Linked DNA regions of Arachis hypogaea: region 1 is linked to region 2. The links are chromatin contacts, called in public Hi-C maps. All regions are on one chromosome and are shown on one strand. Each heading gives the region's core, a stretch centred on a gene start, on an enhancer-like site or on the middle of the called end of the contact. The rest is flanking DNA. Distances are from core to core; before and after follow the strand shown.

Region 1 (2,700 bases), core at 2-2,501, 170 kb after region 2:
TGTGCTTACAGCTGGAAATCACCATCATGGATAAGCACTTCATGCGGCGGATTGGCTTCACTATCATTCAAGTTTCAACCGTTCCTTAGTCTTGTGTACTACAATATCTATCTATTTGTTTACATGGAGATCTTGATAGATGTTCCCTAATAAATTTAAAAAGTTCTCAATTTAGTGCTAATTCAAGTAACAACATCGTAATCATCGATGAGTTATCAAGTAATCAAGCTCGAATTGAATTATGAGTTGAATCCAGTGTGCACTTTTTTCCCCTTTTAATTTTGTTTTGGTTCCGAATTCATTATATTAGGTATTTTAGCTTAAAGCTCAAACAAAGTTGTTCTATTATCTGCAATAGATTTCTCTTCTTTTATATATAAAAAAAAAGTTCCGATTTTCTGTTAAGCTTTTTTGAGTATCGAGTTGCACCAAATAAAGGTATGTTTGGAATGGGGACGGTTACGGCCACAAATTTGGATGCTAGTGTTATATGGCAGTCTCAATCATCTTGAAAGTGACCAAAGCATTTTACGGCCTAAGGGTTATGTTATGTAAATGCAAATACCTATTTCATTAACACAAATAATTTTTTCTTTTTTCTACGGTCCTTGATGAACTTTTTGTTGTTGTTAGCATTTCAACTACAAACGCATTATTTGCAAATTTGTTTTCTACAGTGGAAAAGAAAAGTCTAATAAACTTGTCCCACTGAAACTTCGCCCTGTAATTGCTTGCAAAGAAGCATAATCCCAAAATAATTAGACATTTGGTGGAGAACGGTGCATTCTCAACACAACAGATTCATATTCACCTAATAATATTACTCTTCAACCAAATTACCCATAAAACTGATAAATGTTAAATACGTACTATCTCATTATGTTATTAAATAAATAGAATATCTGACAAAATTGTGTGTGCACATCTCTAATAAAATAGTCATGGGCACACATTTTTAAGAAGCAGCTTCGTTTCCTTTGTTTTATGTGGCGAAAAAGGTAGTGAAAAACACATTGCATTTTATTAAACTTTTCTGCTAAGTTTACAGATCAATTCACCTATGCAAATTTAACGCGTGTACGTCTGTAGAGCTTCCTTACAATAATATCGATGAAGAAAATTTGCAGAAGATATTTTAATAATATTTAATTACATAGCAATCACGACAACATGCACAAGGGTGAAGCTTATAAGTCACAGCCAAATAAAGCATGCTAAATTATTGTTACTTTCTTCTCTCTATTATTTATATATAACCCCACTCCAACCCACTCTTCCTTAACCTTCTAAACTATACATCACTTCCTTCAAACTTTCAATTCACTCTCTCTCTTCTCTCTTTTGCAAATGTCTCAAATCACAATAGAATCTCCAAAGCACTGTGCCAACAAACAAGGACTGAAAAGATTTGAGAGGAACTACAAGAAACTCTTCTTTGCATTCTCAGCATTCTTAACTACAATTCTAGCACTGATTCTCCTCATTTATCTCATCCTTCACCCTTCAAAGCCTCAATTCTCACTCAAAGAACTTGACATCTACCAACTCAACCTCTCAGGTCCAAATCTCAACACCACCATCAACCTCACCCTCCTCTCCAAGAATCCAAACCAGAAAGTTTCCATCTACTATGACGAAATCGTAGTTTATGGAAGCTACAAGGGACAACAGATAACTGGTGACACTTATGTCCCTCCTTTCTACCAAGGCAATGAAGAGAGTAATCTCTTAACTGCTTCTTTGGTTGGAAATGGTTTACCTGTGTCTCCTTCAATTGGTTATGAGTTTGGGCGTGATCAAAGTTCTGGAAGACTTGTTTTGAACCTTAAGGCTAATGGCAAGCTTCGTTGGAAGGTTGGAACATGGGTCTCTGGCCATTACAGGTTCAATGTCAATTGTGTTTCTTTCATGGCTTTTGGACCCTCTTTGCCTTCTCCTTCTCCTCCTCTGGCTTCAAAGCAGGCTTCTCAGTGTTCTACCACACTTTAGACTTACCATACCATCCGTTTCAAAATGAAAGAATTATTATAGTTCTGATTAATTACAATACAATCATATATATCATAGCGAGTTCTTCAATCTTCAAAGATTTTCTTGTTTTTTTTTTCAGATTTTGGTTGGCTTTGTATTAAAAGGTGTTTTGCAGCCACTAAAGTGATTCTTGTAAATAAAGTATATGAATGAATGAATGATAGGGTCAAAAGTTACTACAATTTGTGGTGGTAAAGATTAAATTTCACTGTCTTTTTATTTAGTAGCTTTTGGGAGTGGATGCATGAGTAGATATTGGGGTCACTTTTGTTTTCTTTTGGTTATTATTATGTGGATACAAAGAACAAGTTTTTGAATGAATAACATTGTAAAATGAGATTCCAATGAGAAAGAAATTGGTAGCTTTCTTTGGAGAATCTGCAGATTGTACATGTCAATTCGTTGCCTTTAAGAATCATCTATGATAAACTCTTAATCAAACTTTTTGCAACCATGAATCACATTCCAATTTTTTTTTTTTTTTTGTGTCTTTAATTTGAGATTTGTCACACCTATGCACGCATGTATCAATCGAATATATTTGGGGATTCTAACAGTTGAATGTGGTTAGTTGAACACTTACCGTTTTTGATGCTTCAGTATTTTTGTCTAAAGAAACATAGATACAACATTAAATTACCAATTATAGCTTCCTCTGTGCCAACAATT
Region 2 (2,700 bases), core at 53-2,552:
ACCTTTTGTTACTCTTGCTTCCTCATTCTCGTTTTTCACTCTTCTTTACTAACGTTTTTTCACCCTTACAAGAACCTACGTTTTGGTTTTATAAGCGGATTCACCCTTCCATTACACACGTCAAGCATGCAGTTAGGGAGGCTGCCAATCGCAACCTGCGATTTGCTCTGCACGGCTAACAAACGCAGTCTGCGTTTTGCCTTCTCCAAGACTGATCAACAACTGTTCTTGTCTGTATGCAAGGGACACTTGGCACGTTTCAAAAATTGGTTGTCCTGCCCTACGAATCGCAGGTTGTGTTTTACAAGATGCAACATTTTCTTGATCTTCGTCCTACACAAAAGGCAGGTTACGTTTTGTGGCTTCTGACACTAGCAGTTCCACATTTGTGCATAACACATTATTCATCCATTTTTCAGTATTTTACCATTTTTAAATTCATTTACAAATTAATTATGAAGAGTGTCATTTAAATATTTCGCTTAAAAATGTATTTTATTTTAAAAATATTATTTATATATTAAAATTAATTATTAAAATTAATTATCATGTATTTATATATAAATATATATTTTATATTTTAATAATTAATTTTAGTAAGTGATTTTAGTAGTCAATGAATTATAACTTAAATGACATCATCTTTCTATGCAGATTCGAATATCTTTATTTTTGATAAAAAAAATTAATTTTAATGAGTAATTTTAACCAATTTAATTTTAGGGAGACACTCCCATAAAAATGTTTAAAACGTTTTTTTTATTAAATATATTTGTTATTAACTAAAATCTAATATCTATAATTGATTAAACTATATTGTTTTTGTCAAAATTTGATCAAACAAATTGATTTGGTCGAAAAATCGATAAACTAAACTTTGAACCGATTTAAATTAATATTCTTTTTTACAGAAAATGACTACAATAATCTTATTATAAAAAATGATTAAAATATGTTTATTATATATTTTTTAATTTTAAAAAATTTAAATTCTAATCCTATAGCAACACAGAAAAAAGAAAAAATTAAAATTTAGGATTCTTAATATATATATATATATATATATATATATTAATAATTTTTTATAATAGAAATATTATAATTATTTTTTATAAAAAATATTAATTTAAATCAATTTAAAATATAATTTATTAATTTTTTTGTCAAATTAATTTATTTGATCTAATTTTAATAAAAATAATATAGTTTAATCAAATTATAAGTGTTAAATTTTAAGTAATTAAAAATATTTAAAAAAAAGTTTTAATGGCCTTTATCTAAGTGGCTCATTTAATGTTAATTAAATTAATTAATGTCTCATTTATCACTACTCTTGGTTGGACGCTTGAACTACATTCTGCAACTTTGTCTTCTCAGTTTTATCAGGTATGTCTCAGTATCACTTCATTAGTGTCCATGGCTGCATGGTAATGCTGTTAATTTCTCTTCTCACTTTTCTGTTTCAGGATGACGAAAACCAACCAGAAATGTTCCAACGGTGGTGGTAGCGGTAGCACCTGGAACTGGGTTGACCCTGAAGTTTTGAATACCAAGTCAGACATCAACATCGCCAATCTCACCCCAACCAAACTCCTCCAACCAAATCATTCAAGTGTATCATTCGGACACTGCACCGACCTTGACCGTGTTTGTTACGGTTCAGGTGAAGAAGAACAAGAACGGTTCTTCTTCGTGTACAAGGCGCTTTTCACTGATTTGATGCTACCTCTTCCTTTCTCCGATTTCCATATGAGTATCCTCAAGAAGATTGACGCAGCTCCTACACAGCTTCACCCTCACGGTTGGGTCTTCGTTCGGTGCTTCGAACTCCTATGCCAGTTTCACAAACTCACCCCTACTGTTCCCACTTTCTTCTACTTCTTTCAATTGGTGGAGAAGAAGAAAGGTGCATGGCTTCATATTCATGCTCGTCCAGGTCTACATAAGCTTCTGTCTTTGGATTTGAGGTGCTTCCGCTTCAAAAACAATTTCTTCAAAGTCAAGGGGAGTGGTGGTGGTAGCTCTGTTCCTTTCTTCATGGATCAGAACAAGAACCCAAAGTTTCCTCTTTGTTGGTCTGAGTTCGTGAAGTTTCCAGATTCGCCTGTGTTTTGGAGTCTCTCTGATTCTGAGAAAGCTTTGGTCACAAAGTTCCAGAAGCTGAAAGCTCCATTCTCTTGTTCCTCTCTCATTAATGGTAACTGCATTTTCATAATCTTATTTTCAATATTTGTTTTTACTTTCTTGTTCATATTATTCTGTTGATCTGATTGTATAGCTGAGGAGTCAGAGTCGGAAGAGGAAGAGGAAGAAGCTGAGGAAGTGAAGAAGAAACCGAAGAGGAAGGAGGAAGTACTCACAAGAGAAAGAGCAGCGGAGAAGATGAAGAAGAAGCAAAAGGTTTCTGTGGAGAACAGTGCTGCTCCTCTTACTCCTCCTCCTTTGTTTCACGAACAGAACATTGTTGCAGATATTGATATGCAGCATCTGCAAGATTTTGAAGGAGAAGGAAGGGTCCTCTCCCTGTGGGATCGCCGCTTTGATTTCGACCATCACATTCGGCATCACTTGTTCTCTAGCCCTGACCAGGACAAGCTCCGCCACACCGGCCACACGGAAGTTGGACATTTCGTGAAGGCGAATGCACTGAGAATAGCAGCCGCTACTGAGTTCTTGGTAGAGGAGCTGGAAAAGAAGGAG

The links. A called contact is a pair of places that touch in the nucleus more often than the background predicts.
Region 1: a Hi-C map of an unstated tissue shows a contact between it and region 2, with 3 times the contacts expected there. The contact joins the promoter of LOC112715702 here to the promoter of LOC112715699 in region 2. A contact is called at or near these places in 3 of 8 Hi-C or Micro-C datasets (leaf and an unstated tissue).

Annotation. Positions count from the first base shown.
Region 1 is chr10:75,835,638-75,838,337 of arahy.Tifrunner.gnm2.J5K5, forward strand. LOC112715702 (NDR1/HIN1-like protein 26) reads left to right here and starts at 1,252. Exons shown (of 1, transcript XM_025767503.3): 1 at 1,252-2,213. The coding sequence starts at 1,348. The coding sequence ends at 1,989.
Region 2 is chr10:75,669,370-75,672,069 of arahy.Tifrunner.gnm2.J5K5, forward strand. It overlaps LOC112715699, which reads left to right and starts at 1,303. Exons shown (of 3, transcript XM_025767499.2): 1 at 1,303-1,386; 2 at 1,467-2,197; 3 at 2,279-2,700. The coding sequence starts at 1,313.